Regions from separate parts of the Zea mays genome. Here region 2 is linked to region 1. The links are chromatin contacts, called in public Hi-C maps. All regions are on one chromosome and are shown on one strand. Each heading gives the region's core, a stretch centred on a gene start, on an enhancer-like site or on the middle of the called end of the contact. The rest is flanking DNA. Distances are from core to core; before and after follow the strand shown. Region 1 holds the start of LOC100278506. Region 2 has its middle 85 kb from the start of LOC100278506.

Evidence for each region. A called contact is a pair of places that touch in the nucleus more often than the background predicts.
Region 2: a contact with region 1 is called in a Hi-C map of endosperm, with 2.1 times the contacts expected there. The contact joins the enhancer-like site here to the promoter of LOC100278506 in region 1. A contact is called at or near these places in 3 of 25 Hi-C or Micro-C datasets (ear, endosperm and tassel).

The regions. Positions count from the first base shown.
Region 1 is chr5:210,870,222-210,876,593 of Zm-B73-REFERENCE-NAM-5.0, reverse strand. LOC100278506 reads right to left here and starts at 2,656. Exons shown (of 1, transcript NM_001151762.2): 1 at 1,560-2,656. The coding sequence starts at 2,431. The coding sequence ends at 1,856. LOC100193755 reads right to left here. Exons shown (of 5, transcript NM_001138841.1): 4 at 5,631-5,830; 5 at 4,625-5,328. The coding sequence ends at 4,894.
Region 2 is chr5:210,956,166-210,962,537 of Zm-B73-REFERENCE-NAM-5.0, reverse strand. No RefSeq gene overlaps it. Among protein-coding and RNA genes, the nearest start is that of LOC100278506, 85 kb to the right of the region's middle. Within about 2 kb of position 3,512, at least 4 of the 20 cell types and tissues checked have an H3K27ac peak or open chromatin away from gene starts, as enhancers often do. A contact at or near this core is called in endosperm, where this site is marked.

The DNA of each region.
Region 1 (6,372 bases), core at 1,407-3,906:
CAAGCGTGACGCAAAAGCAAATGCCAAGTCAGCCTGAACAGTACGGGAGTACTGTTCATCTATTTATAGACGCGGGACGCAGCCCACGTAAAATTACATTTATGTCTATTACATTTGTCAATGACTTATGGAAATCTGACAAGGTCCACGTAGTCTTTTCATCTTTAAGTCGGTTCCCCCCTCTATTATCGCGACGAAGCTTCTCTGCACACAGCTTCGGCTGTGCACCATCCTTTGTGGAGCTTGGTAATCAGCCCGTCCTTCGTCTGGTTCAGGCTTCGTCCTGACCGCACTTCATGTTCGTAATTCTGAGTCCGAAGATACCTGTTCACATAATCCACTTGGAAAACATTGTCAAATCATGTTTTTGAGGACCTTCGGAGGACGAAGACCCCCAACAGTATAGAGAGAATGGTTAAAATCAGCCTAAAAGGAAAAAAATAAGAAAGGGAAGAGGGACCGCTTGCTAAGTCAATCAAATTGACGTGGCATAGTGGTCATGTTTGTCTTTCTTACCATGTCATGAGACGGAATAATACAGTACAACAATTTAGCTGTGCTAGAGATTAATGTGACTAAACGGATTAGTTTTAAAAAACAACAATATTATTTTATATATACTATTTAAAATGGTTTAAAATAAAAAACAGTGAGCCCTGACGACCTGACCATTTTAAAAAACGTGACGGCCTGGAGTTGGACCGCAGGCAGTTGTAGAGTGAGGCGGCGGCCGCTTCCGGATAGACCATGGGCTGAACTTGGCGAAGGCGGCGAAGAAGATTGGCATAACTGGATTGGGCCGGGCGTCCACTCATTCGCCTGGCCCAGTGGCACTGGTAAGAAAACGTCGGTGTCCTAAACGAGGAAAAGTAGCAAGGTTGGGTTGGCTTTCCCTTCCAAATTCCATGGACCGCCGCCGAATTCACGTCTGTTTCGCGGGCACCACCTACCCATTCCTTCCATCGGACCGCGCTAGCGAACCATCCATTTTCTCGTGGTGCAACTGCAGGTCCATCGGACTCGTAGTTGTAGCGTACGTGACACAATTGACCGCCTACCTGTTCACATGTGACGCTTCACCTTCTCTTGTGCTTCGCTGTTTCCTACTACTCCTGCTACTGGTAGCCGTAGACAGAACACGAGAGAATCGTATGTGTCCTGTCGTCGTTCTAGAAACGAAATTGGAGACGAGTAATTTGCGTTTTTAGACGACTATAACACGTCGATTCACTTCACTGGAAAGAAAGAATACCGCTCACGGCCGGTGACCATTGATTCCATGAACCGTCTACCGGCGGCAACTCTCGTTTGAGAATAGTTGCTTCCCAAGTTGACAGGTATCTTGTGAATTTTTCCAGCTGTTTTTGCGTCGCATTGACCAGGAGTAGTACAGGCTTCCAGGAAACGCGTGCACCGACACCCATACATGCTGGCAGAATGTTACAGGTTCGCTGGGCAGGGCAGCCGATGAAAAGACACATCAGATCTGGCTGAGAGCCTGAGACTACTCAAGAACCGAGGGGCACAATTTGCATCAGTTTTATTTAACAGTACAAGATCAACAAAACATTTTACATTTACATCGTCCAAAGAACGAACCCAAAAGAATAATATAAAGAAAGAACGGGCATGTAGTATAACACTTGTTCACCTCTACAGGGGCACTAGATCTACACAGATCACAGAACGGTAATCCTACATTCCATTTCATTCATCATCAATTCAACGACATCTTCACCGTCGATCTCACGCACCTGTAACCTGAATCTTCTTCTTCCCGCGCCTCTCAGCGCTCTCCATCCCTGGATCTGGAGGAGACCGGCCGCAGACGGCACCGGCAACCGCGAGACGCTGCCTAGTGCGCCATGGCGTGGCCGGTGTGGTGGAAGCTCTGCCGCTGCGCGTAGGCGAACGACGCCGCCGGCTTGCACTGGACGCTGTGCGCCGCCGCGGCCGACGACGACGGCAGGGACTGCTGCTTGTGCGTGGTGGGGAGCGAGTGCGCGGACGCGACGAGGCGGCGGACGCCGGACCGCATCTTGAACAGGATGTGGGCCCAGGTGCCCCTGCTCTGGCGGCCCAGCGCGGCGACCTCCTCCTCGTTCATCTCGAGGTCGCCCGCGAACCCGGGCTTCTTGGACAGGAGCCAGCCGACGCCCCACTGCCACCACTGCCTCAGGGAGCCGCCCCCCGCGGCGAAGGCGGCGCCGAGGGAGGGCGCCGACTTGGAGCGGCGGAACGCCCACTCGGCGGCCGACGCGGAGGAGATGGGCTGGATCTTGCCGGAGAAGCTGGACAGCCGCTTCCTCAGGCCCATGAGGTGGCTCTCCTCCTTGCTCTTGCCGCCGCCCTGGAAGGTGGGCAGCTCGTCCTTGAGCGGCCTGGTCGGCAGGAACCTCGCCTTCTGGATGTTCTCCAGGATGGTGGCCATGGCCGGACCCGACGACTAGAGTCTAGTAGAGGCAAGCAAGCAAACCAAATAGAGAGAGAGAGAGAGAGACGGAGGGGAAGAGAAGAGGATGTAGAACCAAGCTCCAAGCCTTCAAGAGGGGAGGGCAATGGCTTGGCTTTCTCCTCCTGCTCTCTCACCCCCCAGATCAGATCTTTCCCTGCCTTCTTTTGATGGAGGACGGGAGGAGGAAAGGAAGGTGAGGTATGCGTATGCGTTGTGCTGGCGCGGTGTTTGTGCCGCAGCCACAGCAGCTTGCCTCCGCCTGGACAGGCTGGCTTTATTCATGCATGAGGGGGACACCAACGAGGTGTGCAGTTGAAAGTTCCTCGTAGCTTTTTTGTGAACACAAGAACGTGCTATAACGCGAGGCGACGTGAATGATGAATTACCAAAACCCCTTTTTTTTTTTTGCCTTCCTGCGACTCCTCCAAGTCAGGCAGCTCAGACACACTGGAGCCGTGTTGGCAAAAATGATGGGTGGCGGCAGCTGCTGGTGCGGTGCAGGCCTCGATACGGCCACCTGGCAGCAGCTTTTGACGTCCACCAAGTGGTGTGCTGTCCGGTCCTGTGTAGGTTGGTTCAGCTTCAGCAGCTCATGCCACCAACTCATGTCAACAGCTGCCCTCTGTCTGATTATTTGGGGGATTTTTAAAACTGCGCTTTTATCTCAGCATTGCTGCTCAATTTTCTCCTAAAAATGAATCATCCATTACTACTGTACAGGCACAATTTTGAAAATCATCTCAAACAACATGAGCTTTAAATTGTTAGACTGCATCGAACAGCTTATCGTCGTGCAAAACACTGTTTGTTCGCAGATTACAGTTTAAATATAGAGATAAAGATAGGTAGCGTCCTTCTATAGAGTGGAATGGTGACGGGTGAGTTTTTTTTCACTTCTTCACGAGACCTACCTTGTTCGGTTGCATCTTTGCGGGGGGATAGAGGATTGAGTGGCACTAAATCATTTTCTATTTAATTTTAACTAAAAGACATTTAATCGTATCTAATCTTCTTCAATCCACTTTTAAAACGAACAAACAATGAGGCATGGATGTATCTTTCTTTTTTTGAAGGATGCAGTTATAAGGCTGTCTCCAGCAGCCTATTCATCTTATCTCACATCTCATCTCATATTTTAAAATTCACCCTGCAACATTGCAGGCTACATTGTGAAACGGTGTTTTATGTGATCATATGCATAATATGCCGGAGATAGGTTGAGAAAAAGAATAAACCGAAGCTGCATCTGTTTATTTGATTAACGTTTACTTAAAAAAAGTTGGGCAGCTGCGGGCGCACCGAAGGATCCACATGAGAACATGGGGAGGAGGCGCTGGGCCAATGAAACTTGTCTGTCCCCGCCTGCTACCGAAACGTTTTGTCATGTTTGGGCTCCGCATCGTACGGACTAGTAGGCTTTAAGGTAGAGCTTTTTCAGCAAATGCTTCTCCACAGCCAATCTACCTTCACAACACATCCGGGTGGTGCAAGACTGCAAGCTCTCTACATAAAAACGTACAGTACAAGTTATACCGCACGGTGGTTACACTTCATGTCTGCGGCTACCATCGTTTTTGCGGTGATGTTTTCCTACGAGAGATGTTGGCCGAGAGAATGCAGTCAGGACGACCCAGGAGGACTGAAGAAGAACCGCATAGGCACAGGCGCTAACTCTGCAGCTCGTGCGGCTCATGTACATGGCTGCGGTTCGCAGGTCCATCTCCGACCCTGACCCAGCACTCGGCCCTCACCTATTTCCCTCTCTCCCTTTTTCGGTTGCTTCCGCTCGCCGCCGACACTGATTTTTATTGAATGCACGGCAATGGTAGGTTGGGGAGGGACTGGGGGGAGGTTGGTGGAAGAATCAGAAGAGTGGTGGAGCTCAGCTGAAGCTTGGACCTCATTGTTTTCGTGGGCAGTATTTTAGGTCCGGTTTCGGTTACTCCGTCCGTCGTCAGCCTAACATGCCTATTCCAGGACTTCCGGTTCAGACGCCAGGGGAGCACTGACCATTGGACTTCTCTGTAGACACAAGAAAGACACGTGCAGATGAACTGGCATAGCAGGCAAGGAAAACGAGCTGGGTTTTTTTTTCAGCTTCGACGTATCAATATCAATAATATCATACGGTTCGTATACGGCGTTAGATGTGCGACAGCCACCAAATTTCTGCTGGAGCATCAGTTGCATTTGGATCTAACAATGGCTAGTTACATTACAGCTCATCCAAGAAAGCGACCTGTTAAACTTTCACCAGTTCACAGTATCACCACAAAGTACATCCGATCCGACCACAGGCAGATGTCAGGAGGGATACGATCTGGGGATTGCTCATACGCCTGACGCCTCCTCCTCAATAAAAACCAAGCATGAAGCTTGGAAGTTGGAACCACTGTTACAGGATCCGCAGTGTACGTACATGTGAACCAAACACGAATTCACGCTCTGCCTCTCTTGAGAAGGTACCGGAGGGAGAAGTACCCCAGAGCGAAGGTCTGCCAGAACCACCCGGCAGCGTTCCTCGGGTCAACCCTTCTCGCCAAGAACCAGGCGTACACGGCTTCGCCAGCATGCAGTGCGATCGCTACCGCCAAGACCAGCCGGATCACGAGCATCGAGCGGAAAACAAACATGTGGACGTCGAGCACCCATTTCAACGGGCCGACTGGCGGGAGGCAGGCGGCAGAAAACACGGCCAGCATCCCGATCGTTACGGCCAGCCAAGTAAATATGGTCGGGCCATCCAGCTCCATTCTCTTCCGCTCTTGCCAGTACGAGATCGTTGCGGCCAAGCCTTCGTGGGGCCTCACAATGGGCACGTAGCCGAGCTCCTCTCTAGCTTTCAAGAACGAAAAGTAGTGTGTGACACCAACCTGCAAGCAACATCAGATGATTATTTACAGATGCCTGGATATTGGCATTCGTACCTTAACCTTTGTCCAACATCAAACAAAAATGTTATTTGCAAGTCTGCTGGCCTAGTCAGGAGTAGTTCAGTAGAGAGATCCCTTGAAAAGAACTGTTTTTTTTTTAAAAAAATAAACTAGCAATGAAATTGACATGACTGGTCCACTTGCATCTTCTGGCCATTATATGCATATTTCAAAACTATGCTGGGGTAGGTTAAGTGGCAACACAAAGGAGAACATCAAAATTGCACATGACAGATGCTGACCTTGTAAACTTCAGCGGGGAGAATTAGAGGCTGAGGCATCCATTTACTATCAAGCCATGGGTAGAACAGTGTAGATATGAATAAAAATATTCTTGAAACGGCAAGGGCAACGGAGGTATCCAGCACCACTTGAGGAACGGAATAACCCAAACTTTGAAAAAGGGGCTTGATGATAAATTCAAAAGTATTGCATGGTGATCCTGCAAAACACTTATAGCTAAGTAAGGCAATGAAATGTATAGCTGCATATATAATCACCGTGTTCTATGTCACAGAGATCTCGAGACACCAATTTTTCAGGGGACATTTCTATTATAAGGAAGAAAAAGTCTAAATTCTTGGCCTTCTCAAAAGTTCCGTATTTACTGGGTGTAAACCTTACCCAAGGAACACTTTGTACTTGTATTGCGAATAGTTCTGTTATTCAAGTAATGGCTATTGGAATCCTGGGACACCTAATTATGGAAAAATGTACTGTGTAAAGTAGCTAGTAATTACATTTTTCCTCAAACACACAGGAGGAGCTGTGTATCCTTACAAAGTGGTAAAATACCCCCCCCCCCCCCCCCCCCCCCCCCCCCCCCCCCCCCCCCCCCCACTTCCAAAAAAAAAAACAAGGAAACACAAACACCAACACTCAGCCTATGAAAGTCAGAATTGCACCTTTATTACAAGATAAGCGACCAAAAATTACCTCCAAGGCTCCAATGAACTACTACCAGTACCAAACCATTGGCAGTCA
Region 2 (6,372 bases), core at 2,263-4,762, 85 kb before region 1:
TGATGACCATGGCTTCTCTGCACTTCTCGCCTGGACAAACCGCAGACGATATTTGTTGACAGTCAGCGTTAGCTCCCTCCAAGGCATATGTCTAGATGGATTGGATTGTCCAGGCCGACCACTATGCGCTTGCATCATTTTTTTTTAAAATTTCATTAATCCAATCCAACATCTGATTGGAGTGATCTCAGGTGTTCCTGGTGTTTGTTTCTCTGAAGGCTATATATGGTCTCGTTTCCATTTTGCAATAGTGGAAATTGTCCTACCACCCCCAACCCCAACCCCGGTCGTTGCATCTTATTATGATGAATATATATAAGTCCCTCCATGCTCGATCCATACTGTTTAGGGTTCTAAACGACCATTGCCTCGACACACTGGTTAATAGGAGTTCAAGTTTTTTTACACACACAGTTCACCTAAACATGTTTAAACTACCATCTATACGAGCACAAATTGTCAACACACTGTTCACCTAAACACACGTTTAAACTATTTTTTTAAATAATGGAAGTAATCATCCAGCCTTGGCTTCAAAGAAGAGCTACGGCCCCTTATTACAATACTCAACACTCCATATTGATCAAGTTATTGCAGCAAACAAAGTTTGGATAAAAAGCACCTAACTACAAATTCTATTGGTAAACCTCCATCCATGCTTGCTGAAATATATACTCGTGTAAATGACAAACAGGAGGTATGAGTATGTAAGTATGTTTACGGTCTAGTCACTGAATTAGACGGTGATCTTATTTATACATTTGACATGTTTTAAGTGGTAGAAAACAATAGCTAAATTAATACGTTCAAACAACTAATAGTGGTTAAAAATAATCAAAATATGTTACCAGAGATTGTTATGTGTTATACTGACACATGTGTTACGTCAATATATATGAGAAATGAATGTCTAATCACCAATCGTAGTATGCCATGATATTTAATCATGTGCGAGTTATGTATCTGAGACCTAATTATCTACGTAAGTATGTGTATGATTCTTTATCGTCTATGTACAATCATGTAACTTTGTGTATGACATAAATTTCACTTGAACTCCTATATGGATCTGAAGCTGCATTTGCGGCTCTAGTTTTTCTATTTCATGTGACTTCAACCAAAGTAATGGGTGAGGTCTTCTTAATAGAAATCAAACAATAGCGTACAATCCTAAACACGCCCACAGGCCCCAACCAACCCCCCAAAAGAACTAAGCTCACTATTGTAAAAATTGAAATATTTTTCTTCAAACTATAATTTAATCTGTAAGTAGTATTAAATTACTGAACCTATAGTATGTTTGCAAAGTTTCTATTGTCGAGAAAATATGGTGTCTCAAAGATAAAAAAAATACTTTGAAGGAATATGTTTATCATATCACACAACATCGAGTATATATATGGTCAACCTGTGAATATGGATAATAGACTAGAAGTGTCTGGATATAAATGTTAGAAGGGCAAGTCCATAAACTCTATATACCAGAACACCAAGAATGTACCTTCATATCCAGAGTCTTTTGGTTTTAATTTAGACACGGATCCCTTTTTATTTCTTAACTAAATAACTAGCTAGATGCTAAGTGCATGTATGGCAGAACACCAAAGTAGTTCACAGTTTAAATTCAGGAGGAGCGTTGTCAAACAGTATAAAGAAAAAAAACTCTATGCTAAAATTCTGCAAAGTGAATACTTAAAATAAAATAGAAGGATAAAAACTGGAAAAAAATAGCTACTCCTAATTCACTATCCGCACACAAAATAGATCACTTCTTACATTATTATAGAAAAAAAACATTTCTCTCAGATAACCACTTTGCACATAGAATCAGGAGCAGAAAAGGCTCTATCAAACATGCCCAATACTTGACAAATAAACCTAATAAGTGAGAGATTGTTGACATATAGATTCATTGTTGCTGTATAACAGCTCTCTCACAGTCCATAACACACATTAGAGAGAAATCCAAAAACATACATCAACTAAAGATGCTGGAGACAGCAGAGACTAACCTGATCGATTCCTCTACTATCGGCTTTTACAGGGCCGCTTTGTCACTGCAGGCAAGTGGGTTGATGAACATCAGACCCATCTGTTAGTGACAAAAAAACCACCGTGAAGTCGACTCCATATAGACGACACATTAGAGAACGAAGAACACAAAAAAAATGGAAGCTGAGATGTTGGCGACTGCAGAGGCTAACAGGATCAATTTCTCTGCAGCCAGTTTCATGAGACTTTCTCATTAACAAATGGGCCTGATGAAAACCAAACCCATCTGTTAGTGACAAAAGGTCATGGAGAAGTTGACTCCATTCACGACTCATCACTGGACTAACATGACCGCTATAGGACTGGATAGATAGGGCTAGCGCCGTAGCGCGGATGATTTTTATTCCATGCATGCTTTCTCGAAGGAAACGCCGCTCTACCTGCCGCTGCCGGCCGGCCGATCAAGGACGACTCCGACCGGCACGACCCCGCGGCCGCGCTAGCTGCGTTCACCGGCGCCCAAGACTTAGTTTCAGAGGATCATAATGTAAGTGGAGTCGGACCATGTCCTCGTCCCCGGGCTCCACATAGTTCCAGTAAGCGCCAGCGTATGTCCACGGCTCAGGAGGAGGCGCCGGAGGAGTAGCATGCAGATCTGGCGAGTTGGCGCCTTCGCTGCCCACGGCGACGGGCTGCACACGAAGACAGCAAGTACACTTCCACACCAGCGGCGGCGCGCTGCCCTGCCGCCGCTGCAGCATGCCGATAGTGGCGTTGAAGTGTTGCTCGCTGGAGCAGACGAGCAGCGGCGCCGGCGCGGCCGCGGGGCCCCGGCGGTCGCGGTACAGCGGCCCCACCGGCGGCGGCGTGAGAAGGTTTAGGGTGACGGGTACGAGCGGCGCCGGGTAGACATGCCCCGGGCCATGGTCTAGCGAAGGGATCTCGTGCACGCCGAAGCAGAATGCGCAGTTGCAGTAGGCACAGATCACAGGTGGGTCGCGTTGGGGCGGCGCCAGGGCGTTGAGGTCCAGGTGGGGGCCTTGGCCTTCCGAGCAACAGCATGCCATCGGGATCCTGCCGTAGGTGCGCAGGTAGTTGTTGATCGTCATCTCGACGGCGACAGGCTGCGCGTCTTCAAGAGTCGGGGTGGCCGGCGCTCCAGCACGGGCAACCTGCAAGGCGGAGTAAGTCTGCTTCCTCCCCGGCTGCGGCGGCGGCGCGGACGTAGATGAGCCGGAGTCGGAGATGGTGTCGGGGTCGGCGGACGCCGGGACCACGCCCGCGGCTACCGTGTTTCTCCTCCGCACCATCTCTCCCGGCTGGGCCACGAAGGACGCTGCTCGAAACCGAAGGCTCCCTCCGCGAACGCGAACGGTGGCTGTAGTGGTGGTGTGGTCTGTGGTGTGCTGTGCTGTGGCACGCCTGGCACTTATGCACGCGGCGCGTGAGGATGATGGACACTAGAGATAGCGCTGGCTGCGCGCTGCGGGCCGCGGGGTGCTTGTTTTCGAAGGTCAAAACGGTGGGCACTCTCCAAGAGTCCAAGCACCAAGTCTGCATGTAGAGCGGGTGTGTGTCCAACGGCACGCATGTATGGTGTGAGTTGGAGGGCATACTTTGTCTCCTCTCAGTGAAATGAATTGCTAGAGGCCGCCAGTTTAGTCGACGACAGCGCCAACAGCTATTTCGAAATTTTCGTTTCCCTCCTGATATGCGGTGGGTATAATTTGAAAACAAAATTCAATTTTTCTCCCCCCCCCCCCCCAAAAAAAAAGATGGCAAGAACTTTGTTGCGACTTTCAGGAAATGAAAATCAGCTCAGTCTATAATACTAAACACTGGGTTTGAAAACCACACAACTAAGAGTGTGTCACACCTCTTTAAACAACTTCCATATAATTATTTAACTACAATCACATGGGTTTTAGCGAAAAACCATCAAATAAGGACCTTTAGAACCACGATTGTGTTGGGACAAACCATTCAAAGGCAACAACTTACTGGGACAAGTGGTAGATCGATCCATGATTCGGCACCCCAGGCCACTAAACAAACAACTAATCCAACTCAACTAAACTATAATTTCTAAGAGCATGATTAATAATATAGCTTGTTGTTAGATGCACGTACATTTACAACTCATCTACCACTTCAAATGTATTCAGGAATTGGCTTTCACACTTCGACAAAAAAACTTAGCCCTAGGAGTAGCAACCATCAGTTGGTCACTCCCTTTAATAAGAACGGTCAAGAAACTTAACATGTCTCCTTTGGAGGTCATTTTCGTAACTACCCACTAGTTACGGGGTGGGTTGTACTACATAGGCATGCACAACAATCTATGGTGATGGAAACTTGACGAAGTTTAGAAAAGGTGGCTACGAGGTTCTTATCTCAAGCACATGGGTGGCGCTCTAGTCATGGGACTGAGAATCACTAATAATGTATTGATCATGTTCTTTTTTTCTTTTCTTTCTTGTCTAGTCTGTGTGCATCTTATCGTTCTAGAGGCTGGGAGATGATTTTTTAGTTGGCTACTAGGACATACACCGTTATTAATTCATGACTCATTTATTCTCCCACTTACAACTCACTTCTCCCTACCCCTCTCTTCTCCATCTCAGCGTAAAGACCACCTATGATCATTTATTATGCTTAATATAACACAATTTGCTTATGACGAGGTCACTAAGGCCTCATTGCCAAATTCCATCACACTAAAATAACATAGCAGCTCCAATTTCCTATAAAACCATGAGATTTGTTGTCATTGCCATTTCGATCACCCAAAACTAGGTTTTACACTTCGGGAGTCCCTGTCTAAACCCTAAGGCATCTAGGTATAGTAGCAGACATTACAAAAAAAGTGGTCTCTAGGTTATGTTTCCCAAAGATATCACGATTCCCAATGTTAGGTAGACAACCTCCCTCAATCTCATAAAGACAAAAGGCAAGAGTCCACTCCCACCCCCCTATCCACTAGCATCGTCACTGAGCCACCACCAAAGGTTGGGGTAAATAAATCCAATCTCTCTTATCGCTTTCTAGTCTTTTGTAGGTATAGTTTTATATAGAGAAATGTCCCAAAAGCAGACTTGGCCTAATTAGTTGGTGGCCAAAGTTTGGTTCCCACAACTCAGGCAAAATTTTTTGGCTCCATTTAGTTTGCTACCAAAAATTTACAATCCCTTATATTTGGTTGGTCAAATCTATGGAAAATATTTTTGCTCAACTTTTGTTTGTCAAATCTTTGGCATGATAAGTTTCGATAGCCAACCAAGCAAACCATTGACCACATTCCTACTTAAAATGGCAAAGGTAGCAAGATTTTAGGGTCAAGAGTTGAGTACTCATCAATGTCAAGTCTATTCCAAGTTTACATAGGTTCGGATGCTAATTCTAATGTCTCAAGAAGGCAAACAATAAACATTTTGATACTTGAGATCAGAGGCGGAGGGAAGGAGGCAAAAACATAGTTCCTTTCTTTTGAAAAAACATATACACCATAATGATCACAACGAACCAAAGAAATATTGATTCATATATTATCCTACACTTCAAAGATTAGTCTACATGTCAAAAACTAACAGTTGTCTGTTTTCCACATGCAAATCAAGATAAGTTGAATCAACAAATTACCTTATGCTTGTGATGGTCCCTTATATAACACAACTTATATTTAGGCTACAGTATATGTTTTTTGGAAAGTACTAGTCAACACAAGCCCACTGTCCATCTTCTATGGAATTGCACCTTACAAGCAAGGTAACACGACACTAGCTGTTGGATGCACCTAGGCTACATCCAAACAAGCCCTTAGCAGTTTCACCACAAAAATTCTACTCATTTCCTGTGAAACCATACAATTTGTTGATATAAACCAAAAAAACATATACCAGCTACCACAATATGGAAGTAGTGGATGATTAGGTTTACAATAGTAGTTATACTTGAGTTTTTAAAAACTAGAATGGTCTTGCACTTCAATGATCTAAATAATATCAAAATCATAGTAATTAAGTTTCAGAGATCAAAATGTGTGAACTATAATCACGAGCAAAAGATATACTTCCTCTATTCTAAAGTATAGGATGTTTTGGTTTTTTCTACGTATCTAGACATATAGTATATGTAAATACATAGTGTATCTAAAAAGATCAGAACATCTCATAGTTTAGAATGCATGGAGTAATTGTGCTTCAGCCAGAAAGTAAAATCACTGGACTACTAAAGTAAAATATCAACAGTAGAAACTGGGCAAGTGAAGTGTGTATCTAGTAGGAGTTTAGGACGTAGAAGCTGACAAGCTAAAACAAAATGGTAGCAGTAGAAACTAAAATAGAAGATGTACAATAACTCAATCACACCCATATCAAACAT